Linked DNA regions of Sus scrofa: all the other regions are linked to region 4. A link is a contact called in public Hi-C and HiChIP or PLAC-seq data. All regions are on one chromosome and are shown on one strand. The core of a region is the stretch at or near the end of the contact, and the rest is flanking DNA. Distances in the headings are between cores, read along the strand shown.

Evidence for each region. Hi-C and Micro-C count contacts between places; a contact is called where the count stands out from the background. HiChIP or PLAC-seq counts read pairs in DNA pulled down with a chosen protein or histone mark.
Region 1: an H3K27ac HiChIP or PLAC-seq map of alveolar macrophages shows a contact between it and region 4. The contact joins the promoter of LOC100624950 here to the promoter of TMEM167B in region 4. A contact is called at or near these places in 1 of 5 promoter capture datasets (liver), 2 of 47 Hi-C or Micro-C datasets (embryonic fibroblasts and heart right ventricle) and 1 of 2 datasets of contacts at active chromatin or transcription factors (alveolar macrophages).
Region 2: an H3K27ac HiChIP or PLAC-seq map of alveolar macrophages shows a contact between it and region 4. The contact joins the promoter of STXBP3 here to the promoter of TMEM167B in region 4. A contact is called at or near these places in 1 of 5 promoter capture datasets (fetal liver) and 2 of 2 datasets of contacts at active chromatin or transcription factors (alveolar macrophages and skeletal muscle).
Region 3: a Hi-C map of liver shows a contact between it and region 4, with 4 times the contacts expected there. The contact joins the promoter of PRPF38B here to the promoter of TMEM167B in region 4. A contact is called at or near these places in 1 of 5 promoter capture datasets (fetal liver), 5 of 47 Hi-C or Micro-C datasets (alveolar macrophages, heart right ventricle, liver and 2 more) and 1 of 2 datasets of contacts at active chromatin or transcription factors (alveolar macrophages).

The regions. Positions count from the first base shown.
Region 1 is chr4:110,634,530-110,641,033 of Sscrofa11.1, forward strand. LOC100624950 (cytochrome b561 domain-containing protein 1) reads right to left here and starts at 1,409. Exons shown (of 3, transcript XM_003355263.4): 1 at 1,166-1,409; 2 at 604-641; 3 at 1-46. The coding sequence starts at 1,313. ATXN7L2 (ataxin-7-like protein 2) reads right to left here. Exons shown (of 11, transcript XM_021090075.1): 6 at 6,432-6,504; 7 at 5,429-5,627; 8 at 5,147-5,268; 9 at 3,870-4,665; 10 at 3,476-3,575; 11 at 2,704-2,851. The coding sequence ends at 2,751.
Region 2 is chr4:111,290,708-111,297,378 of Sscrofa11.1, forward strand. It overlaps STXBP3 (syntaxin-binding protein 3), which reads right to left and starts at 3,360. Exons shown (of 19, transcript XM_021090106.1): 1 at 3,141-3,360. The coding sequence starts at 3,189.
Region 3 is chr4:111,345,148-111,351,601 of Sscrofa11.1, forward strand. It overlaps PRPF38B (pre-mRNA-splicing factor 38B), which reads right to left and starts at 2,358. Exons shown (of 6, transcript XM_001927806.4): 1 at 1,777-2,358. The coding sequence starts at 2,061. LOC102160506 (a long non-coding RNA gene) reads left to right here and starts at 2,429. Exons shown (of 3, transcript XR_002343537.1): 1 at 2,429-2,556; 2 at 2,867-3,725; 3 at 4,760-5,339.
Region 4 is chr4:110,967,816-110,974,221 of Sscrofa11.1, forward strand. It overlaps TMEM167B (protein kish-B), which reads right to left and starts at 3,694. Exons shown (of 3, transcript XM_001926138.5): 1 at 3,561-3,694; 2 at 1,402-1,533; 3 at 1-605. The coding sequence starts at 3,570. The coding sequence ends at 523.

The DNA of each region.
Region 1 (6,504 bases), core at 159-2,658, 340 kb before region 4:
GCTCAGGCGAGAAGAGTAGGATGGCCTCAGCCATGCAGAGGCAGAACTGTGAACATAGGAGAGGGCTAGTGAGCCTCAGGCCCAGCTTGGAGGCCTAAGAAAAAGGAGGTGCCCTCATATATTCAAACAATGAGGACAAAGGGTGGGGGCTAAGAACTCCCACCAGGACCCCCTGCCTCCCAGGTCAGCATTTCTGGGCAGAATTGGGAATCCACACTTCAATGATTCAGGCTGACATCCAGCCCCCTCCCCACCCCCTCCACAATGACTCCCACGTCTTGACCAAGGGGAAGGGCAAATGGTAAACTTCCTACTGAACTTTGGGGATCGGGAGCGACTGGAGAACACCCTTCCAATTCCTCCTTTCAGGCCTTAGCAGAGAAAAAATGGTGTCTTCCACGCCCTCCACCCCCTTCAACCACCTGACACTACCTAGAGCCCAGCCTTCTGTGTGCCCTGATCTCCTAAGTTGCAGGGAAAGATGGGGCCCTGGCCATTTCCCCCACCTCTCTGAGCCTTAGAAAGGCTGAGCCTTCTCAAGGCTGGATGCTTCCTTAGGGGAATATCCAAACAAATCACCTGCAGAAAGAAGCCCAAACTCACCGCCAAGGCCATGAATACAGGGTGCCAGGAGAAAAAACCTAAGAATCAAAGAGAACAGACTGACGGCTGGGCACCATTCTTTCTGCCCGCGTTTGGCCGGCTGGAGCCCAAAGAATCTGGCTGGAGAAGAAAAGTCACAGTGTACTATCTCCAACACTAATCAGCAATCAGGAACTCAGCACAAAGTGGAGCAACCAAGAGGGCAAACAAACCAGTTTGGCCCGAGTTCCCAATTCAGCGCCTCGCAGCAATCAGCCAAGTCCTAGAATAGATCGTGGCCTCCCTCCTTTACTTAGATCGTCCGTGAGGGGCTCCGCTTATGATGAACTAGTGAGTTTATTCCGTTCACTTCAGTCGTCTCCTCTCCTCCCGGCACCCAAAGCCCCACCCTTCCAGGACCCACCCCCAGGGCCACGCCCCACCACGCCCTTACTACCCTTCCACAGTCCGCCCCTCCACTGCTAGGGTCCCCACTCCACGCTTCTCCTAGCGCTCCCGGGCTCTGCCCCTCCAGCATCTCGGCTCCGCCCCGTCCCCTGGCCCCGCCCCCGTGCCCACTCACTGGTTCCCGGCCGGGACAGCACAGTCAGAAAGATGGTGAAGCCCAAAGCGACCAGGTGTGCCAAGATCCCACAGCCTCTCCGCAGCCAACGCGTCAGTCTCGGCTCCCTCGGCGGAGCGGGAACCAGACCTACCTCCAGGGGCTGCATGGCGGTCCCCGGCCGCCGCACCCTCCCAGCTGCCGGGGCACGTCTTCCGGGTTTGCGATCGCGGAGGCGGCCTTGGCTGCGGGAGAAGCTCCTCCCCAGGACGCCGCCGGCAATACGGCGGATGCGCCCACAGCGCCCTCTGGGGGCTGGGGGGAAAGAGCCTCGGCCCCGGAGAGCCCCGAGGGCAGAAGGCGACTGGACAGCTCCCGGCCCAGCGCTTTCCTTCAGCCAGCCTCATTTGCATTTTGATGTCTACAAGGGCTTATGGGGCTGGTGTCTCAGGCAGCCTGTGGAAATTATGTTTATGACAACTGATTTCACCCACATCACAAATCTGGTACACTGGGCCAAGCGTGTGAAACCCGTGTTTTGAGCAGTTTTCCAGAAATACTGAATTTCCCCGGTTGGCCACTGTCTCCCATCATCCCTTCTTTCGTCTTAAGGGAATAAGATTCCCCTCTGCTTAAAAGTAAGAAGACTGAAAGAATAAAGCTAGAATCTGGTGCCCTGTGCCTGGTAAATTCAGGGTTGAGGACCAAAGGCGGGCCATGCAACAGTCCTATCCCCTATCTGCGCAGTGGTTGTTGTCCCCAGTGAGACAAATGGAAAAACTAGGGCACTCCCAGCGCTGGCCGCCTCCACACCATCTGCTCAGCCCTGGGGAGCCAGGTGATCCTGAGGGACTGGGGCCTCCCACATGCCCGCTGCCTCCCACATCAAGGGAAGTTCTGTATGTGATCATACCCTTTTCCTTCCTGCCTCCAAAAAAGGTGTGGTTCGGCTTAAAGAGGTTGCGCCCCTTCCTTATGGGTAAACCCACAGGTCAGGGAGAAAAAGGGACCAAAGCAGGCCGTCCTGGGTGCAGTTACCCACTTAAGCTCCAGTGGCTGAGAAAATAAGGCTGCTAGCAAGAGGCAGGAAGAGCTGAAGAAACGTGAGGCAATAATGTGGAGACAGGATGGAGGCCTAGGGTTGCTCAAAGACCAGAGAAGAGCCACAAGCTGATGCCCACAGACCCTCAAGGCAAAGATCCAAGAGCCGGGCCAGGGGTGTGGCTCCCCTCCCCCATCCGGTCTCCTTTCCTAATGGGACTGTAGTTCCTGTGGCTGTTGCTCACTCAGAGCTGGAGCCGCACATGCCTCCTCATCCTGAGACTCCCACAGTGATTCCACCCCCAGCCATTTCCACAGTTTTAAAGGACAAAAAATGTACAAGCCTAAGAGACTTTTCTGCAGGCAAGCGATGGGAGCTGGAGCCTGGCTGCCTATCATCTCAGCCTCCTGGGGTGCGGATGGGGACAGTAAGGACACTCGTTTTGTTACATTTCTTTGCTTCCTTCTCTATGTTTGTTTTTGTATTTTCTTAGCAGCAACAGAACAGGGAGACAGTCTTGAGGTATTTTAAAGAGTTTTTTTTCTTAAAAAAAATAATATAAAGTTATAAAAAGCGGCAGCAGCCTGGGGCCCGGATCTGGAGGGGAGGAGGTGCTGGCGTCTCCATCGCAGTGGGCAGGCACTTTCTCGTTAATGGGCTTTTGACTGCAGGAAGACAACAGGCAAGAGACAGGGTCAGGCTGGGGGGCGGGAGGGGGTCTACCCATCCTCCTGTCACTGCACAGGCCATAAAAGTAAGGCCTGATTTCCTCCCGATGGTCTGGCGAGTAACACTGGGCAAGGGGGAAGACGAATGCCAGCCCCAGCAGAGGCAGCCCAGAGATCACCCAGGCCCACATGTGACACACACACTCGAGCCCTGGGCAACTGTCAGACTTACTACTCTGGTGTGGGCACCAAAGGTGTTGGTATGCACCTGGCTAGTGCTTGGCCAGGAGGGCACGCCCCTTCCCACCTCCAATACCTCCCTCCTGGCTAAGATCACATGGACAGCCCAGCATGCTACTCCAGGGCTCCCATCAGAAGAGGCAAATAAACCTGGCTGCTGGCTTTACCAGAAACCCCAGAGGACTTGCCTGGCCCCTGAAAACCTGGCAGTGGGTATGTGTGCAAGGTGGGCAGACATGCACGTGGACCTTGGGTTGTGGCCCTGCCCTTCCATGCCCTGATGCCCAGAGGCAAAACCAATGCACCAGACCGGCCCCCCACCCTGTGCCCAGCATATCAGGCCACAGCTCAGGGACCCAAGCTCAACGCCACTGCCCAAACCTTGCTTATCAGAGCTCATGGAGTCCAACTTCCTTTCCTTCAGGAACAGAGGTAGCTCCAGTTCCTGGAGTGAGGGCCACCGCCAAATCAGAAAGTGGCCCTTTGATTAAAGCAAAGGCGGGGAAGGGGGACAGGCAGGGGCAGCATCTCCTTAGTGCAGGGAGAGGGCTGGGCACGGAGGAAGGCCCAGCCAGCCAAAGCCGGGGTCCCCTCTCCCTGGAGAAGATGGCCCAGAACGCTTGCTCCCCTTCCCCAGGCCTCCCTTCCCTGCGCAAACATGTCCTCGCAAACATGTCCTCGGCGCCTCTCTCTGTCACTTTCCCCGTGTGCTGTCCACCCGCATCCCTGCTGACTCCGCCCCTTCCCGGACCTCTTCAGGGGGCTGGGCTGGTACCTTCAGTGGAGAACACTTGTCCTCAAAGGCCAGGGCCGGACCCGGCTTCTTGCGGCGCACGGAGCAGGCCGCGTCGGCGGGGGCACCAGCCTGGCAGTGCTTGGCCTTCACTGGCCGGCAGTAAGTGGCCAGGTTTTTCCGCTTCTTGGCTACCTCTTCCTCGGAGAGGCAGCTGGTCGGCAGGGCCTTGGCTGTGAGTCCAGCCCCTCCCTGGCTGTCCAGCTGAGAAGCCTTGACCGGCGTAGGGGGCGGATGAGGGGGGCCCCGGCAGTCCAGGGGCCCTGCTCGCTTCACTCTTGGCCCCACCGTCCCATTGAGCCCCACGCCCAGAGCGGTCTTAGTCTTGGCCGAGAGGCCCCGGCAGCCAGGGGGTTTGCCTTTTCCAGTGGGCTCCAGGATGCAGGTCCGTTTGAAAGTGGTGGGGCCAGGGGATAACTTCCGCTTTCGAGAAGGAGCCTCCACCTCAAGTGCGTCCTTGCCTTTGGACGACTTGCTGGCCTTGGAAGGCGGGAGCTTGCAGAAGGACGGGGACGGCGTGTTGGCAGGCAGTGGTGAGGTGATAGCCTGGCTTCCGCCCATGCATTCCGCCTGGCTGCAGGCGGCTGCCACACTGGGGGAGCCTGCAGGGTAGCTGGGAACTAGGCTGTCCTTGGCAGGGGGCATGGAGGCTGGGCAGGCGGGTCTAGGGGGTGGGCCTGGAAGCCGGGGGCAGCTGCTCGCAGAGGATGGGCTCAGGGGAGCAGCCGGAGGGGAGCTGACAAGGTGGGATGGAGGCTCAGCCGCGGGGGGGATCTTCCTGCAATAAGAAGGGAGCCCCACTGTGATGCCAGTCAAGCAAGAGGGCCTCCCCATCCACATACAACAGTCTCTGCCCCACCTAGAAATGGCCCAAATCCCTGGCAGTGCTGCCATCTGCTGGGAGACGCTGGAACTGAGAGACAGGAGGAAAGCACAGGGACTGGTAAGAATGAACCAGTGTGCAGACCCATTAAGAACCTCCCTTTCACTCTCAGGTTGGACAGCATCTATTCCTAGTTACCCGAAAGGTCCTGGAAGTGATGGGTAAGAGTTAAGATTCATTCCCAGGTGACCCATTCTCGCCCTGCCTTAGCCCAGCTCCAGGCTTCCAAGTCTCTCCATGGCCTCTTGATCCTACACGGGGGTCTCCCTGGCAAACAGTCCAGCCCCCTCTCCAAGTATGTGTGAAGAAGCAGGGCTTCTGAAGCCCATGGGTGCCTGGGGCCTAGGGAGGGATCCTGTGGGGCTGAGGGACTCACTTCCACATGTGTGAGCTGAGATGCCGCTCCAGCATGGAGCTCAGTGCTGAGCAGAACCGGTCCAGCCGGCGGCTGAACACGTAGCATCCAGGACTCACCAGCCGGCTTCCAAAGGTGCAGAACTGGAGGCAGAAGGCAAGCACGTGGTTAGTGGGGCCTGAAGCGCAGGGAGGGCTCCTGCTCACAGGATCTGACCTCCCCGGCCCACGCTGTGAGCCAGGGGTGCTGCCCCCCTCCCCGCCCATCCCAAGCCCACCCCAGGTCCCCGCCACAGGTCCTTACCGCCTGTGGCCGAGGGGGCCGGCTTGCATAGTGGCAGTCAGTGGGGAGGCGGAGGTCGTCAGATGTGCCCTCCTCCTCGCTCTCCTCACTGGAGGCCTGGGCCCCCCCCCGGGGCAGGGGGAAGGGAAACAGGCCTGGGTCCCCATCACCACCACCAGGGCCTTCGGCATCCAACTCACTCTCAGAGGAGGCCCGGGACCTGGAAGGGCCAAAGGGGATGTGAGGATGGGCCAGGGTGGGGAGTGTCCCTGAACCCGCCAAGCTCCAAACGCCAGGGCAGACCCCCTGCTGGGCAGTCAGACAAAGAGGAAGGAGGACAGGAAGGGAGGGAACGACAGAGCTCACAGAGTAAGAGCCAGAAAGATCGGGGCCACAGCTCCCACGGGCTCCTCTCCCCAGCCCCTTCACTTCCCAGCCCCTGTCTCCTCAGGGGGGAAATCTGCTCCAGATTCGCCTCCTCCAGAACATCTTCTGAGTTAAGTGCACCCAGCTCTGGTCAGCCCCGTCAATTCTCTCAACCCCCTTCGTGCATCACATATTCCTGTGAGCCTGTCTGGGAGCTGAGCCTGTGTTTCGTGTCTGCCCCTCGTGTTACAGGCAGAGATGCGTGTGTGTCTCCTTCGGCAAGGCAGGCTCTCCCCGGGGTCCAGCGCAGCCTCTGCACACGAAGGGGCCAGTGAATAAATACACAGTAGGACTGCCTCACCCGGGACCCTGACCCTTTCGGCTCCCCAGTTCCGACTTGTGGCCCGGTGGGAGCGGCTGGGAAATGTTTTTATCCTGGGTGTTGGAACACTACAGAGAGGCTGGGGTCCACAGTATGCCAGGTTAGGAACAGGGAATCGCCCACTTCCACGCCACTGCCGGGGCCCTCCCCCCACACTTGGGGTGGAGTGAGCAGCATCTTCTGGGATGCTCCCTGGGCCTGTCTCCAGGGGTTCCTGATGGCTTGGGGCCAAGTGTCCCCCGGTAAGATGCGGGGGGCGCTGGATCCTGGACGTACCTGGGCAGTGCACAGTATGGGTAGGTCTGCTTGGCACGGGCAGAGAAGGTGCTGCCGGGAGCAGCCGCTGCTG
Region 2 (6,671 bases), core at 2,110-4,609, 320 kb after region 4:
AGGAAACCTTAGCCATCATTCCCCACATCTCTCCATCCCCGCAGATGTAGGCAACCACTAATCTACTTTCTACTAATCTCTATAGATTTGCCTATTCTGGACATTTAATATAAATGGAGTCATATAACACATGGTTCTTTATGACTGACTTCTCATTTGGCATAATTTTTCCAAGGATCATCAAAACTATAGCATGTATCAGTACTTCATTTTTTTTTTTTTTTTGTCTTTTTGTCTTTTTTGTCTTTTTGTTGTTGTTGTTGTTGCTATTTCTTGGGCCGCTCCCGCAGCATATGGAGGTTCCCAGGCTAGAGGTCTGCAACCTACACCACAGCTCACGGCAACACCGGATCCTTAACCCGCTGAGCAAGGGCAGGGACCGAACCCGCAACCTCATGGTTCCTAGTCGGATTCGTTAACCACTGCGCCACGACGGGAACTCCACTTCATTATTTTTTATTGCCTAGTAATATTCCATTGTATGTACCAATGGTATTTATCCACTCACCAGTCCATGGACATCTGGGTTGTTTTGGCTTTTTGGCTGTTAAGAATAAGGCAGCTATACAGGGAAAACTATTTTACAGCTCACAAATAATCTTGTGAACAGTAAAAGCCTGCTTTACTCCAAAGAATTTGAGTTTACAAGAAAAGGAGCGGAAAATTATTCCCCTACACCCTTGCTTTATGATTAATTCCACTTGTAAAAGCTTAAGGGTAAAGTCTAATTAAAGCTGAGCCAATGATTTAAAAAAAAAAAAACAGAAGAATGCAGCAATAATAAGAGTTTTAACATCTGTCAAATAGAGGTAATAAATTCTCAAGTTTTAATATATGTAAAGAATTGTGCCTGGCATAGAGTAATTGTTCAAGAAACATTAGTTCCCTTTTCCCTACTTTGTAGGTAAACCGAACGGCTTTGGGGGGGGGGCTTTTTTATCTTTTCAGGGCCACACCCGAGGCATACGGAGGTTCCCAGGCTAGGGGTCTAATCGGAGCTATAGCCGCTGGCCTACACCACAGCCACAGCAACACCAGGGATGGAGCCCGCTGCCTCACGGTTGCTAGTTGGATTCGTCTCCGCTGTGCCGCAAGGGGAAGTCCTTTTTTTTTTTTTAAAAAAAAAAAAAAAAAAAAAAAAACAACTGAAAGCTACTTAGCTTTCTACCCAGACCTAACTATACTACCTATATAGTTAGCAGAACCTTTTCTCAGTCAAATGTGTGATTCTCCTACCTCTGAGAAGATGCCTTCATTTCTTTCAGACTGTCATCTTCTGCTGACAGAACTGAGAGGCTCCCCACTTCTCTTTTCTCTCCACTTACTTACTAAATGTGGAATGAACATCACCTGTCTTTTGGCTATGTTCCTACTTACACAAAAGTTCTAATAACTAATTTTTTAATCCTCATAACACCTTCCTTCCATTCAGTGTCCCATCTTCTTTATCTTACACGCCATCTGGATATCCTGGTGCCACCTCAGGTTCACAGCCCACGACGGAAAATTGTTATCTTTAAACGCTCCCTCTTGCCTAGTTTCCATGCCATCAACACCAACATTACTGCCATTAACCTTTTTCCTTTGCTAATAAATGCTGACCATAAGGACCATCTTGGAAATTACTTATAAAATACAATTCATTACCCATTTCCAACATATATTTACAATGTAATTCCCATTTACAATATAAATGTATTTAAATACCACTGTGATTTTAAAACATTACCAAATCTTAAAAGTAACCCATGCAAATTTTGAAAAACAAATTTCTAACTTTACAATTATCCAATTAAAAGAAATAGTTTCAAGGAGTTGCCATCGTGGCTCAGCGGTTAGTGAACCCGACTAGCATCCATAAGGACTCGGTTTCGATCCTTGGCCTCACTCAGCGGGTTAAGGATCAGGCGTAGCCCTGATCTGTGGTGTAGGTCGCAGATGCGGCTCGGATCCCAAGTTGCTGTGCTGTGGTGTAGGCCGGCGGCTACAGCTCCAATTAGACCCCTAGCCTGGGAACCTCCATATGCTGCGGGTGAGGCCCTAAAAAGACAAAAAGACCAAAAAAAAAAAAAAAAGGTAAAAAGAAAAAAGTAATAAAAATATTTTCATAACTTTTTTCCCTCTTTTATTTATACACTTGTTTTTAGTATCTGATGTGCTAATCACTATGCCAGTCACCAATTTGGAGTTTTAATTTTATACAAGGAATTCTATAACTCCCAGAAGTTTGTTAACTCAGGTGCTATTTCTGTTCCTTCTTCAAAGCTGGAGTCAGAAATACTAATTGGATGTTACTCCCTTTCCACCACTAGACCATAATTACTTTGAACGCAGCAATGCCAAACAATGATAGTTCTTCCTGTTTGGCAGTATTATTCCTTCTCTAACCTGACCGGTCTAGGTTTGGTGTGATATTTATGAAAGTCGTGGATGATATGGCAGAATATGAGTAACCAATAAGTAGTACAGTCCTAGCAAAACGGAGTGACTCGGAGAGTAGAAAGGAAAAGGTGGATGAAGGTACAGCTTTGCCCCGAGATTTAATCATTCCAGCGGTCCCTTCTCTTTAGAAAGTGGGCTCTTCTAGAAGGGAAGAGGGGTCTGTTTAACAGTGAGGTTTTGTTTTTGTCTTCTTAAAGGACAGATAAAGTACGGTTATAAAACCCTCCCTGATACTAAGACCAATAAGCAAGAATAAGCACTTTTCGGAAACCCAAGTGCGGGGAGAGTGGGAGGGACGAGAGAGAAAAACAGTGCTTAGATTGTCTCCGGTGGAGAGACATCGCCGACTGGTGGGGCCTCGACGCGGGCGCGGCGGAGGACCGGCGCCGGGGCCCCGGGCGGAAAAGGCCGGCCGGGGGCCGCTCACCCAGGGCGGGGCTTCGGGGCCAGGGCCCCGCCGAGCGGAGAGGGTGCCAGACGCCAGGGCCGCGTCCTCCCGCACCCCGCCCATCCCTGGTCCTGCCAGAACTGCGCTGGGAAGGAAAGCAGGAAGAAGTCCTAACAGGGACGTGGGCGCCAAAGCAACAAGTGGCCGCCGCGGCTCCCCAAGGGACTGCTGGTCTGGGGCAGGAACGCAAGGCCGGGCGCCACGGCCTCCTTGGCCTTCCCTCTCTCAGCCCCTGCCCCATCGCACTCACTCTGCCACACGACGCTCTTCAGCCCCCGTTCCGTCACCGGCGGCGCCATCTTTCCAAACACTGCGGAGCAGCCGCCGGCGCCTCCCACTCGCAACCTACTTGAGCTGAGGGAAAGGGGTCGGGCGGGCCCCGCCTCTAGCTGCGGGGGAGGCCCCGCCCACGCCCACGGTCCGCGCCCTCCGGTGACGTCACGGGCTCTGTAGGGGCTTCCCGCCCATCCCTAGACTGAGGCTGCGCAGTGCGGATGGACGCTCCTTGAGCAGTTGCGCGCCCCCTAGCGGGAGGCTGTCAGATGAATTTCGACGACCTGTGACGTCAGAAAACGAAACCGTGCCAACGGATTGGGAGCTAACAGCATCTGAGAAATTCCGGATTACACGTAGGGTACATGAAAACGGGAGGGAGTTCTGCACTTTGTGAAGCGATTTGTAATGGACTTCATTCAGTCGCCTACCGAATAGAAAATTTATCCTTCAAAAAGTTTATTCATCGTTCAAGGAGGCAATAATTGGGCAGAAATGTGAGGTGCCATCCAGTGTGCCCAGAACTGTTCAAGACTTTCAGGAACGTCAAATAAATGAGACCAGATTCTGAAGAATTAAAAATCTAATTAGCTCAATTCTTGATATGCTGCAGGTAGTCAAAAGTTGGTTAAGGAGTTCCTCCTCGTGGCACAGTGGATAACGAATCCGACTAGGAGCCATGAGGTTGCGTGTTCAATCCCTGGCCTTGCTTAGTGGGTTTAGGATCCAGCGTTGCGGTGAGCTGTGGTGTAGGTTGCAGACGTGGCTCCGATCTGGCGTTGCTGCAAAAAGACAAAAAGACAAAAAGACAAAAAAAAAAAAAAAAAAAAGTTGGTTAAAAAGTAAATGCCCTTGTGATGATAGTATACCTGTATGAACCAATAAAATAATTATCTATTCAACAAACAAATTCAGGTGGGAGAGGCTATCAATGCTTTAGCATTTAAAAGAAGGGAATTATTGCTGATTCAACAAAGGAGACAATTTAAGCTCAAACATAGCAAGTGTAGGTAGAGAGATCTATTTCCTGAGACTTGCAATCAAACTAATCACTCATGAATTGAATGAGTTTAGTTGCTGAGCCCCCCAAACTGTGACATAACCATCATAGACATTAACACAAAGTATGCTTTCTCACAGGGATTTGCAAAGAACCAATTTTACGTTATTTTTTTCTTTTTATGGCCGCACCTGTAAGTTCCCAAGCTTGTGGTCAAATCTGAGCAGCAGCTGCTCGCCTACATCACACTCAGGACACCACCAGATCTGAGCCACATCTTCAACCTACATCGCAGCCTGTGGCAACACCAGATCCTTAACCCACTGAGCGAGGCCAGGGATCAAACTTGTGTCCTCACAGAGACAGTGTAGGGTCCTTAACCTGCTAAGCCATAATGGGAACTCCCAATTTTCTTAATTCAACTTGGTCACATAGAGAAGTGTAAATGGTACTTACTATTAGTAATTATAATAGCTAACATTTACTAAAGCAGGCACCGTGCTAAGTGGACTATCTCATTGATCCTCAAAGCAACCCTTACAGACAAGGAAACAGGCTTAGTGAAGTCAAGTAGCTTGCCAAGGATGCACAGCTAGTGGTGGAGTGGGAAGAAGGATTAGCCTTGAGCTACGCAGAAAGCAAGGGAGCAGACTATGGGATAACCTCAGTTTTTGCTCTTTAGGAGAGAGAAAGCTAATGAAAAATAAAAACAGCCATAGGAGTTCCCACTGTGGTGCAGCATGTTAAGGATCTGGCATTCCTGATGCTGGGGCACAGGTCACAGCTACGGCTCAGATTCGATTACCTGGCTGGGAACTTCTGTATGCCATGTGTGTGTGTCTGGGGGCACAAAAAAAACCCAAAACCAAACAAACAAACAAAACCTGAAAAAAAAAAACAACAATGACCAAAAAAAAAAAAAAGATTATAAACAGCCACAAAATGGCTTTAAGCAAAACCTATGGCATGAATAGCTTTTCCACTTAAGGTTTATATAGGCTAAGGTGGAGCTCTGGCCTCTTTAAAAACTTTTTTTTTTTTTTTTTTTTTTTTTTGGGCTGCACCCTTGGCATTTGGAAGCTACCAGGCTAGGAGTTGAACCAGAGCTATAGCTGCCGGCCTGCACCACAGCCACAGCAATGTGGGATCCGAGCCGCATCAATGACCTACACCACAGCTCATGGCAATGCCAGATCCTTAGCCCACTGATTGAGGCCAGGGATCAAACTTGTGTGCTTATGGATGCTAGTCAGATTCATTTCTGCTGAGCCACAATGGGAACTTCTCAAACTTATTTTAAATGGGTTTATCTGCTTAGAATTTTAAACAAAGACACACATTACATTCGTCTTCCTTTTCAATTTTAAATCAGGAGTTCCTGTCATGGCGCAGTGGAAATAAATCCGACTAGGAACCATGAAGTTGCGGGTTCAATCCCTGGCCTCACTCAATGGGTTAAGGATCTGGCGTTGCCGTGAGCTGTGGTGTAGGTTGCAGATGGGGCTTGGATCCCTCGGTGCTGTGGCTTTGGTGTAGGCTGGCAGCTGTAGCTCTGATTGGAGCCCTAGCCTGGGAACCTCCATATGCCACAAGCGTGGCCTTAAAAAGCAAAAAAAAAAAATAATTACATCAGCTTCTGCTTAGTATAGCAGAATGGAAACCCCAGCCATAAGAAAAAGTACAGACTGACCTTCTGAAATGGAGCTCCTGGCTCTAGAGGCTCAAACCGAGATGGAGGAGTATGATGAGTCAAAGTGCCTCCATCCCTTACCCTTGAGGAGAATAACCAGGTGCCAGGGAGTGATACAGAAAGGCCCTGCTGGGTTGCAGGTTTGACTTGGGTCACAGGGGGTGTAGCTGTAACTCATGCCCCTGAAGGCCAGATTCCAAGGTAGCCCTGGGAGTAGTGGAGTTCGTGTTGGCTTTGGCAGCACATAGACATGGGTCTACATCTACCACACCTACAAACTCTGATTCTGCCTGGTTTTTTTTTTTGTTTGTTGGTTTTTTTTTTGTTTGTTTTTTTTTTTTGCCACTGCTCCTCTGCCTCTCTTAGTAGTGGGACTTGAAACACTTCAGTTTTATTGCATTTGTGTGTTGAACATGAGTGTAACATCTCAAACCTCACAGCCAGCTAACCAGATGATAATGTTTATTGCCATTTTACAGATGTGAAAACTGAGATTCAGAGAAGTGAAATCACGGAAGACTTCAAGATGCCTCTAAGAACCTGCGTCCTCATGTGATACTGGTCAGATTGTTTCCGCTGAGTCACGCCCTTACCTTTGTACTGCACTGCCTGCCCTCCCTCCCCTAGTTTCACATAACTTCCCTGAGCTGTCTCTCTAGTCTCCTCTAGTTTGTTTGGCTAAACAAACTGAACAAGGAATCTGAATTCCCTGAAAACAGCAGAATGGAAGATAAAATCCACCAACACTGGTCAGAGATAAAAATTTAATTTGTAGAGCAGATAAACAGCCAAAATAACCAAGGGGTGAATGTAAAAGT
Region 3 (6,454 bases), core at 1,108-3,607, 380 kb after region 4:
TGGCTTTAGACGGAAAAGCATGCATTTAAATGTAAGCACTACACTATTTTGCTCAGTAGACTGCTGCATTGCTTCACTGTTTCATTTCCTTCCCCCAGCTAGCTGTATAAATGATGTTTCAATTCCTTAAAGCCTAACCAAAGGGGCCATACAAAATCGACTTACAAAACTGCAAGCCTATATATTTCAATGATTATTTTATTTGGATATCTAGATAACAAAACCTGATAACTAAGTTTAAGTAATTTGTAGTAGTTGTTTCAAAACACAGTACATGAAATTTGAAAACAAGCTTTTCCCTATGGCATTAACATCTGCCTGCGAAACAGAACCTGCCACAAAAAGAGAAGGAAACTAATTTTCAACTGATTGAAGTTTGCCACATAACTAAATCTAAGGGTTAGATATTCGCCACACTGTATCCCTGCTGAAAAGCATCTTACCTTAAAAACAAACAAAAACAAGTTCATAGTATTACAATTACTTACAATAATCTTTTAAGAGGATACCAAAATTTCAGTGTACTTTATATACCCAAAGTTGAACTGTATTCTCAAAACAATAATCAAAAGTAACAAATATTACAAAATCCTTCAAAAAAACCCCACTTAATTGGGGAAAAGGTGGACAAAACATAACTTAAAAGCAAATAAAGAAAATTTCCTTCTCTTAACACCTCTACAGAAGTGTTCAGGTCACAGAAAATACTTTGTGATCTGTCAAATGTTTTAAGAATCAATACAGACAAAACGGATTGTATCATATTAGATGTTCTAGCTAATAGCTAATGATCATTGATTAATATTCTTTAAAATATAAATTAACCTTAGGAGGCCTGGAAGGTATTTTTAAAACTACATAATTTGCAGGTAAGTGGAGAACGCCTATCAAATTGGTGAGGAAAAGACCAAAACTAATGGCCAAAAAAAAAAAATCTAATTAGCCGTTCATTTAACCAGGGAAATGCATTTATGGCGATTGAGCATGATTAATAATGCATACCTCTACCTGCGACCCTGGGCTGCTCCGAGCCTCGCTGCAAGACTGAGTCAATCCTGCTAACGAAACAAGAACTGAGACAAGAGTGCAGTGAGGAGGCGCCAGGTGAGCTCCCCAGCACAGCCAAGCCAGCACCGACCCTGCCGCAGAAGCCCAGGGCCCAGATAATTCTAAATAAGCCCAATGCACAGGTGACTGAGACCACTTACTCCTGACTTCCTGCTGCGAAAATTTCCAGGCCTTCGGTACATCTCTTCCACTTGCACCTCTCCACCCTCAACCCTCCCACCCCACCCGACGCACACTGACCACTTCCCTGTCTTAATCGGACAGTGAACACCGACTACACGAGGCCAACATTGAAGTCAATACACGCCCTGGCCCGGGGTGAGCAGGAGAAGCGCCAACAAGTTGGCGCTGAGTAGATCCACGTGAAAAGAAAGAAATTTAAAGCTGTAAACTGGAGAGGCTTCAGTCTCGTTTCTCCTCTCCCCCACCTCTCCCGTCCAACTCCCCCCAGGGACGGGCAGGAGGTGGGGGGAGGCGAGCGAGATCAATGGCGGCGGGCTCTCCGGGCCCTAAAAATCTGAAAAGGAAATGAGAGGGCGGCCCCAGTTTGACCCCTCCCTGGCGGACTACTGACCACCACAACCCCTCCGCCCGCCGCCCCCCACCCACCACCAAATCCTCAGTCCTCCGGGGCCGCCTCCGCCCGTTTCCTCTATACCCCCTCCTCCGAACTTAACCCCCACCCCCCCAGGTCTAGACGTTTCGTACCTTAAAGTAGATCTCGTCCACCACCTCGTGGTAGGTTTTGAGCTCGTAGAGCTGCACTTTGAAGTAAGGCGACGACAGGATATTGGTCAAGATCATGGGGTTGAGGTTCATAGTCTTTTCGTTGCCCCACAGCGGCAGCACATTGCCCTGCTTGCCCGAGACTGCCGGCTTGGTGGCGCCACCGCCGCCGCCGCCGCCGCACTGCTGCTGCTGCTGAGCCGCGGCCGCGGCTGCCTGGTGCTGCGGCTGCGAGTTGCCTGTCAGCGCGGGGCTGTTGTTAGCCATGTTGCGGCGGAAGGAAGGAGGGAGGGAGAAGGGAGGGGGAGGGGGCCAAGCTCGATCTCGCTCTTCGGGACAACGGTCCGGGACCCTACTCCATGGAACGCCGTCGGAAGAGGGGGCCGCGTAGCTGTGCCCCAGCCAGCTGAAGGAGGGCAACTAGGACGCCGACAAATGGACCCCGAGTGGAGAGCAGACGCCAAGACGCGGGCCGCGAGAACTCCAAGCAGAAAGCGAGCCGGCGGCCCGAGAGCGCGATCTCTTCCGCCAACTGCCCCTGGGAACAAGATGGCGGCCCCGGCGGATGTGACGCCACACGCCCCAGAGTTCCAAGCTTAGCCGGCGGCCAATCAGAGTTGCCCAGGTGGGCCGGAGAGTCTTCTTCCTTGTTCCGCGCGTTCGGAGCGCGCTGCGGTGGCGTTGGTGCCCTCTGCTCCCCGACTCTTAGGCGATTTACACTGGAAATTGGGGGTCAGGGGAGGAAGATTGTAGGTCTAATTGGTATGTTTTAATATTTGGACTGCGGGCCCCGGTTTCATCTTTCGAAAGCTGAGCGGTCAGGCGTTCTCAAGGCTGTATACTTGCAAATCCATGACTGACTACTGCGGAGTAACCGAACCTCCTGAATTCAGTTTTAAGATTCTTTGGAAGGGATGATAGTACCGCACTCCTTCGTGTGATTCCAGTGCAGTCTTTCTGCCCTCTGTCCGGCTAGAGATCTTATTATTTGAGCCTAAATTTATTCAACCGTAAGGTCAAGATAAACATCTTGCTGGGCTAAATTTTTTTTTTTTTTTTTTTTTTTTTTTAGCATTTAAGAGCTACTGTATCTGTAGTGCCATTCGTTACCTGATTGCTTTCTTCCTACTGGAGTTCTTCCATTCTGCGGTGCATTCCGAGTGATAGCCTTGGGCGAGGCATTGAAGGGAGGTAGAGGGAAGAAGGTGGTGGGTGCGCGAATGAGTCAGAACCCGTGTCATCTTTCAAAAGCTACTGTTCACCTAGAGAAGAAGCATGGTGAATTTGGGAGTCAAGAGAAGACAACAAAAGCTACTGAAGTTTCTGCAGGTTCATGGACTTGGCAGTTTTACCGACAGAGAACAGCCTGAGTATATATAGAAGCAGGGAAGATCAAGTCTGTTAGAGGGTAAATCTAGTTGACAGGAGCCAGGAGATATGCTTATGGAGGAGTAATGACTAGATAGGAATTGGGCTATTTAAGTGCCTGGAATGCCAAGATGAAACATAAGGAATTTGATGACATTTAAGCCTAAGGGTTACATAATTTCGTCTATGACCCCAAAGTTACCTTAAGATGCTAATGTTTGGAATATTCTCTGGCTCCAATTCGTTCTTCACAGGGCGTTGCTAGAGTCATCCTTCCAAAAGTGCAGCACTCCCTGCTCAAAACCTGTGATGACTCATGTGGTGATACCCTAATTGCCAAAATCCAGTGACCTTTTTCATTCTCCATGCTATTTGATTTCTCATTGTGGCACTTTTTATCATTTACGCTTTCCTAGAAACTGTTGAAGTAGGAAGTTTGAAGGCAAGATTAATTTCAGTGGCTTAAACACAGAGGGGAAAGGGATGAGACAGAAATCTTGGGGAACATCTACAGCTGGATGAAGTTGAACCAGCAGGAGAGAGGACAAGCAGAGAAGTAGAAGGTAAATGGAGACATAGTGTAAGGAAAGATAAATGAGAAGTAAATGAATGATTGGAGTGATTAATATTTAGAATGGACAATATATAAGTGATCATTCTGTTTAGTTCCTTTATTTTATGTTGGAGGGCTAAAGCTTTTGGAAGTGGTTTAAACTTAGTAGATTTTTTTTTTTTTTAGGGCCGGCTGCACCTGTGGCATACAGAAGTTCTCAGGCTAGGGGTGGAATCAGAGCTGCAGCTGCTGGCCTACCACACAGCAATGCCAGATCCCAGCCATCTGCATGCTATATGGCATCTCAAGGAAATGCCCAATCCTTAAACCATGGAGTAAGGCCCGGGGTCGAACCCATGTCCTTATGGATACTTGTCAGGTTCGTTAACTGAACCATAATGGGAACTCCAGATCTTGTTTTTCCGTACATTAGTTTATACAAACTTACTTCCCAAGGGAAATAGATGATCCCACTCTCTAAAGACTCACCAAGTTTAAAATAAAATGAAAAAAAACTTGAACTCATTTTTTCCTTTATGTGTTTTTTGCCTTGATGAAAAGTTTATTGAGTTTACCCAGTAACACTAATTGCCAAATCCTAATTGCCTAAATCTTTTAAAATTCATTTATCCCTAGACTCTGAGTAAAGAGCTTAGTAGAGAGGTTGAAGTTTGATAATAAAAGTTTCAGTGGCATCAAATGAAGTATCAAACCAGGTATTGGGATAAAGTGCTTGGCATATTCGGTGAATCCCTAAAGCAATCTGAATATATAAGTATTATCCCCATTTAAAAAGTTATATTTAGGAGTTCCCTGGTGGCTCGGCAGGTTGAGGATCTGGTGTTGTCACTGCTCTGGCGAGTTTAATACCTGGCCCAGGAACGTCCATATGCTGCAGGTGTAGCTTAAGTTATATTTAACCTGGGTATACTACACTGTACATAGGATAAAACTGAGAAGTTTGGTTTGTTTTAGTCTTTTGGGGCTGTAGCAAAATACCACAGACTGGGTAGCTGATTAACAAAAGAAATTTATTTTTCACAGTTCTAGTGTTCTGTAGAGTCCAAGACCAAGGGACAGTCCTCTTCCTGCTTCATGGATGGCCCCACGTTGCTGAGTAATCACAACTTTAGAAGGATGAGGAAGCTCTGTGAGGTCTCTTTTGTGAAAGCACCAACCCCATTCATGAGAGCTCTACCCTCATGACTTAAGTACCTCCCAAAGGCCTTACCTCCTAATACCATCACCTTTGGGGATAGAATTTTGAGGGAGACTTCTAGACCTCAGTACTGATTAAACTGTCACCACAAGCAAGATAACAGTCATACGTCACCCCAGTTCTCCTGTCTCCTTTTGCAATCCAGTCTCTCTCCACCTCCATCCCCAGCAACCACTTTCTGTCAATATAGACTAGTTTGCATTTTCTTGAATTACAATAAATAAATGCAATCATATGCAGGTTCCCTTTTCACCTGGCTTCTTTGACTCAGAATAATACTGATACTCAGTCTTGTTGCTGGTACCAACAGGTTGTATGTGTTTTCTTTTTCTTTTTTCTTTCTTTTTTTTTTTTTTAATCATACTACTGACTTTATATTTATTTATTTTTTTGTCTTTTCTAGGGCCGCTCCCGTGGCATATGGAGGTTCCCAGTCTGGGGTCTAATTGGATCTGTAGCCGCCAGCCTACACCAGAGCCACAGCAACGCAGGATCCGAGCTGTGTCTGCAACCTACACCACAGCTCAGATCCTTAACCCACTGAGCCAGGCTGGGATCGAACCCACCACCTCTTGGTTCCTAGTCAGATTCCTTAACCACTGTGCCATGACGGGAACTCCTCTTTTTTTTTTTTTTTCCACAACCACACCTATGGCATATGTAAGTTCCCAGGCTAGGGGTTAAATCCAAGCTGTACCTAAGGCTTAGGCCACAGCCATGGCAATACTGGGTATCTGAGTCACATCTGTTATCTAAGCTGCAGCTTGCAGCAACACAGGATCCTTAACCCACCGATTGTATTTGTTTATCCAGTTGTCTGTCGTTAGGCATTTAGATTTCTAATTTTTGGGCTATTACAAATAAAGTAGCTATGATAATACATTTATTGAGTTTTTGTGCAGACATTTTTGTTTCGCTTGGCTAAATACCTAGACATCAAGTGACTAGGTCATATGATAGGTATATGTTTAACTTTTAAAGAAACAGACAAACTGTTTTCCAAGGTGACTTTACTATTTTACATTTCCATCATCAATGGGTGAGTGTTCCAGTTGTTTCTTGTCCTCATCAATACTTGATGTGATGGATTTAAAAAAAAATTTCTGGAGTTCCCGACGTGGTGCAGTGGTTAACGAATCCGACTAGGAACCATGAGGTTGCGGGTTGGATCCCTGACCTTGCTCAGTGGGTTAAGGATCCGGTGTTGCCGTGAGCTGTGGTGTAGGTTGCAGACGCGGCTCGGATCCTGCGTTGCTGTGGCTCTGGCGTAGGCTGGCGGCTACAGCTCCAATTTGACCCCTAGCCTGGGAACCTCCAAATGCCGTGGGAGCGGCTCAAGAAATGGCAAAAAAAAAATAAATAAATAAATAAATAAATATAAAAAACAATTTCAGTCATTCTAAAGTGTGCATGGTGGTACCTCATTGTGGCTTTAATTTACATTTCCCTTATGACTAATGATGCTGAACATCATTTCAGGAGCTTATTGGCATTCATGTCTCTTCCGTTGTAAAATAACT
Region 4 (6,406 bases), core at 2,444-4,943:
TCCAAAGCCAAATTTTTTGTTTTGTATAACTCCTTTTTCCCACCCAGTCCCCCCACCCCCTGCAATTTGTCAAATCCAAATCAAACAGGAAAAAAAAAAAAGTCAAGTCTTGAAAATTATCCCTCCTTCCAAGAGGTTTGAGCACAGGTCTTCCTTAATGAGCCTCAGTTTGAAAAGATCCCGATGAGGGGCTGAAGAATAAAATCGGTGACAGGTTTTTAAGCAGGAGGTATGTAATCATATCACTGATGGATGTAATTTGTCTGGACATTATATACTCTCTGCTGAGGACTGATTTACACACAGGTCAAAGGAAGGTGGCTTCCTGGAGTCCCCTGAAGCATAAATAATGTTTGTAACCACGAGGAGTTTTCCCACCATACGGTAGGGGCAGATGCGGTGGTCTCATCCTGGGGGCTTGGATGATTTTAGCTGAACTCTCCTACACTGGGCCCAGGCCCCCAACATCTTCTTCACCCTTGTCCCCTTGGTTGGCGGCTGATGAAATGGATGCTTTGGAATTCATTTTATAAACAGGACGTAGAAGGCCATTACCACGCAGGCAATTGCCACAGCAGCATGTAGCCTGGTTCCAATCACAGCGGCTAGCAGGAAAAAATAAAAAGAGAAAGAAAAATCACACCTTGCCTTTCATATAAGTCCTCATTTTCAAGGTGATATTCTGAAATCTCTAGGCACAGATGAAGAGACCTAGCAAGGGTCTCAAGACCCCACCCAGGGATGAAATTAAATACGACCCTTAAGCCCTGAGTTCTAGGAGAATATACTGTTTGTTTACATTTTGCCCTATTTTGAAAAAAGATTTAGGTAAGTAGGATTCCAGATAAAGGTGCCCAAATAAGAAGTAAAAAAACATCCGAATGAATAAAATCAAAAAAAATTTTTTTGTCGTTTCTAGGGCCGCACCTGTGGCATATGGAGGTTCCCAGGCTAGGGGTCGAATCAGAGCTGCAGGTGCCGGCCTACGCCGCAGCCACTCGAGATCCGAGCCATGACTGCGACCTACGCCACAGCTCAAGGCAACGCTGGATCCTTAACCCACTGAGCGAGGCCAGGGATCAAACCTGCAACCTCATGGTTCCTAGTTGGATTCGTTAACCACTGAACCACAATGGGAACTCCTGAAATCAAAACTTAAAAGAGGCTCCAGTTCATTCTTTCTAGAAATTCAGAAAAATGTTTCATCAGGAAAATATTCCTAACAATGCCAGTTCAGTCTAAGCTTGTTTAATATACATACTTTTCTCCATAGAGATTACCAGATTATCTTGGGGCTTAAATAATTATGTCAAAGTGAAACCAAATAACGATCCCGCCCATCCCACCCCCACTGTGTAGCGCCTCACTGTCCTCTCCTCCCCCTGACAGATATGATCTCACCTTTGTAAAACACACCCCAAACTCCCTTCTTCTCTGAGAGCAGCCAGGTTTTGAGGCGAGGTACCTTCTTGAAGTAGGCACAGGTACAAACAAAGAGCAAGCCGAACACCAGAATTCCATCCAGCGAGTACACTGTTAGAGAAAGAGGAGAAGACCTTTGGTGCTAATCTAGCTGGGGAGAGGGGAGCCCACAGAACAGAGTGCGACAGAATATCAAGATGATAACCTCGACTGCAGCGCCAGCCGGTGACATGAGGGAGCCATGGTCCTGGGACTCACAAGGTTACTTTATTGTTCCTCAAAATCACTTGTAGATATTTCCCCAACAAAAATCTCACTGCTCCCTTCCCTCCACTTTCAAGAACTATAAATTCTGAGAAGGGTGCTTTGCTTTATGTGGAATCAGCCTACTGGGAATGCTGACTGGCAATAGGTTGAGAGAGGCATAAGAACCCTTGGTGCCTGAATGGAGAGAATTAAACATGTTCTTATTATAAAGAACTCATGTGATAAAGGAAAGCTAGATATTTAGCCACATCTCTCAGGTCAGCATCCGCTGGTGAACAACACACAAGGCAAATGTAAAGCTTAATGGAGACTGCAAGAGTTCAAATCCATATGACTAAAATTTTCCAATGCTTATCTTACACTTCACATGTAAATTTTCCAATGCTTATCTTACACTTCACATGTACTCTACTTACAAACCAAATTTCTACCAGAATAACATTCTTGAAAAAAAAAAAAGTATCTGAGGCTTGGACATAGTGGGACGACGATTGTGGGGGAAAAAACCTTTGAACAATTAGTTCTATTTCTTACATATGTAAACCAAAACAGATCCTTTAACCTGCTGCAGCAGGCTGGGGATTGAACCTGCACCTACACAGTGACCTGAGCTGCTGCAATCGGGTTCTTAACCCATGCACCACAGTGGGAACTCCCCAAGCTGTTTCTTATTAACACAATGAATCACCTAAGTGCAAAAAAATAAATAAATAAATAAAGGGTGATGGGTCATGAACATTTATTCAATAATTACTGTGTTCCAACTGCTCTCTTATTTCTCAGTTTAGATGATTTCTTCCTCTGGGTGATATCCCTTCCTGTACTGTGCCTAATAACCTCGGACCTCTGACTGCTCCTGAAGCTCCAAAAGGATATTTTACAAAACCAGCATCTGCCAGTTCTGGGCCACCAGTGTACCGCCCTCTCTCCTTCCAGTAAAACTACCCCACAGCCAAATTAAAACAAGCGTCCAGTAAATTAAAACATACACTAAGTTTTTATGCTGAACAATATTTTACTTGCTAGTCTTTTTCTACCATAAATTCTGACAGGTAAAGCCAAAAGCCACAAGGACGGGAAATGTGAACCCTCAGTACCAGGTTTATGGAGAAGTACTTTTGAGAGATGCTCTCCTATGCGCCTCAAATTATACTGCCTAAGAAGCCTTCTCATCTTTCTTGTTAAGGTTGATGCTAAAGACTGCAAAGGCTTTGTTTCTTGCCCTTCCCTGGAATTCGGTAATCATGTCCATAAAGTGTTTGAAGACACCTGAAAAATTAGGTCAGACAAACAGGGTAGCAACTGCCACATCATTTAGAAGAGGCAGTGTCTAAATGCAAACCCTGCAACACTAACCATGGTCTCCAGATGGGATCGTCCAGGCAGGACTTTAGAATCAAATAAGAGAAAACTTTAAAGCATTTTTGCAAAACAAGTAGAACTTTTTTTTGAGTCTACATTCACTGCCCCCCCAAATGTGGAGCCAAAAATCCTCTGATTTTTTTGTCCTCCCTAGGAGCTTACTATCCAAAAGTATGAGAACGCAGAGGGCTGTGAGAAGGATCTGTTTTTCACTGGTGCTAAAGCGACATTAAGGGCCAGAACGAACTTCTAGAAAGGGGACAAGGGAAAGCACAGGGTAGGGGCCAAGGACTCGGGGAGGGGGCACATGAAGCACTGAGGGTTCCAGATGGGCACAGGGCGGAGGAACCCGCAGAGGGGTTGAGGGAACAGGAGTTACGGCCCCAAGAGAACAAGGGGGGACTGGGCTGGGAGGGGGCGGGGAGAGCGGCCACGTCAGTCCCGGCTCCGCCCGCCACGTTTCCTCTCGCTCTGCTCTCTCCTCCGCCGCTCTGGGCATTGGTTCTCACCGTTCGTCATGGCGGCTGGGCCGGGGCCTGGGTATGGCGTCCCGGGATCGGCGGTGGTAGCGGCGAAGGCGGGGGAACCCCAGCTCCCGCTTGACACTTCCCGATCAGGGCCGCAGCGATCAGGGCAGGAGTCAGAGTACGCAGGCGCAAGGGCAGAGAGGGGAGCGCCGAACGCAATCAGGGGTGGATAGTCGATTGCCGAGCTAGGGAACCTGCGTGGGAGGAATTGCGCTAATATGTGTGGTTTAGAAAAACGCTATCCCGCAGGGTTCCTCCGTGGCCATGGTAACCAAGTCTCTTCTGAGCGCCCCTGAAGAGTTAGTGTTGGGGCGTAACCTGTCCTGCTAGCGTCGTGGTTGAAAAAGGTAAAGGCTTCAGTTTTGCCCTTTATTTTGCGCTTTGGTAGCTGCAGTGTCTGCGTGTGTGCGTTTGGTGTGTCTGTAAGCGGCTGCCCGCCTGCAACGGAGAGGTGCCGCCTGCAACGGAGAGGTCTCCGTCTCAAGCTTCCATTTAAAAGAAGCCGCGCTTGCTGCGTCTCTCCTTACTCCTTAAACAAATCTGGAGAGTGAGGTTGCGTTTGGACTTTCAGTTAGGAACCTTATAACGCTAAAACTCTACATTGTTGGGAAACGTTTAGATAATTGCCTGTTTGCATCAATTTTTCTTTAAACTATCAGGATAGTCTCAATTATCTCTTGTATTTAGTTATGCAGGGGTCACCTCAACTTCTTTAACCGGGAAATGGAGATATTGGGACAGCTCTTCTCACAGCATTTTAACAACCTGACCAAATACACCGTCAGTTTAATGTTAGCGCGGGGTTGAGGAGACGAAGCCACAGGTCCCATTTTGAACAGCGAAATCCTTAATTACACACAACGCGACCTGCCTTTATTAGAGTCGGGGCGAAAGTGCGACTGAGTTGTTGGGAGCTGAAGGTTAGTTAAGGTTAGTAATCCGCAGATGTCTACATCCTAAAGGGATTCTTTGTCCTTCCTCCTGCAGAGCCACCTGCTGGCTGCGGCCTGCTTGGTTTTGAGGAAGAAAAGCTATCAAAGCCTCCTAGGAGTTGGAGTGGAAAAGCAAGCCAAAAAGTCTGATTAGGACAGACTCCTTATGAAAATACACATAAATGCAAATGAACTTATTTACAAAACAGAAATAGACCCACGGGCATAGAAAACATGGTTACCAAAGGGGAAAGAGAGGGAGGGATAAATTAGAATTTATAATTTGTAAATTATCTTTTAATCAGTTAACTCTTTTTCAAAATATCATTCCTCTTGCCCCCTTTTCCGTTCTACATCCATCACCTTTGTGATTTTGCCATTTCAGTCACTGTTTTTTCTTTTTTTTTTTTTTTCTGGCCACACCTGCCTTGTCCTCCAAGGGTATGGAAGATCCCAGGCTAGAAGTTTTTAAGCATCAATTAAATCCTCACAGCAGTGAGAACGTGCATTTGTATAACATTTTGACATTTTCAAAGCAAACACACCTTGTCATCGTACCTGAAGTAATCGTCACAACTGCCTCATCACCTCTATTTTAGAGATAATCTAAGGTTTAGAGTAAGGACTATCCAGTATCGACAGTCTTCTGGTCTTCTGAACTCAGAACTAGAAAATTTTAGTCCACACCATGACTGCTATTTACTTTAACACAACCGCTGCCTGCTGAGTATATGTCTAACTCCTTGCCTGCTATACAAGGCCTTCCAGCAGCATTTTCTATTGTTCCTATATGTGGACTTCAAGCTTCAGCTCTGAAAAGACTGTTCTGCGTTCCTCAAATGTACTCTCTGCTCTCACATTTTGGCTCATGCCATCTACTCTTTTGGAGATAACTTTTATCTCCTCGTTTTTACTAGACGGAAGCCATTCCAGTTTTCTTTTTTCTTTCGTGCGCTGAAAGGTAAGTCTCTTCTCACCTGTCACTCTCAGAGTTTAAGAATTAAGTTTAAGGACAAAAAAAAATCACAATTGAAGAACTGGGAAGAGTGATTGTCTCCTTACTATTTCAAAGGACGGTAATGGACATAATACCTTACTGTTTCTCCTTGTGTCTGTCTTTCTTCTTCTTCCTATTCTTTCTTCTCACGCTTGTATTTATTTCCCTTCTTCCTCTCTCCACCATATTTTTTTTATTCCAGGTTCTAAGTAGTATTTTACCTTTTTTTTTTATTGAATAAAGTGAATTTCACCAGATTTCTATTTCAAAATTAGTTAGACTAAGAATTTTATATTTTCAAAAATTATATTCTGCTTTGTCTTTGTCAAATTGGGTTATAATGGTGGCTTCTTTCTAGGGTGGTTGAAGGAGTAAATGAGTAACTATTTACAGCAATACCAGGCGTGATGTCAGTGCACCATAAATGTTAGCTGTTACTGTTGTTCACTTGTTTAAAAAATATTTACCAGTGTCTGCTATGTGGTGGGCACTTTATTACATTTTGCAGGAATAGAGGCAAAAATGAGTCTCTGCCCTCAGGGAACAAACTATATTGGGAAAGACAGAGGAAGAAACACGTTTTAGTAGAGCACAGGCATTAGCTGTGTAAAGACGTTGTCTTTGATCTCCACTGTTTTGCAGAATGCTTTTTTTTTTTTTTTCAGTGAGAAATCGGGCTCAGCGGAGGCACAGTGGTGAGACCACAGAGCTAGCGTGTTTGACTCCGGAGCTCCCTTCCCCTTGTTATCGCACTGTGTCAAATGAGGATGCTGGGCCCTGATCCTGATCTTTGAGGATTTTGTTCCAAGCATTAGTGTTTCTATCTTCCCGAAAAGACCCACAAGCCTCATGCCAAAGCTGGGTCACCGGCTCTTGCGGCCCAAATACAAGGAATCAAT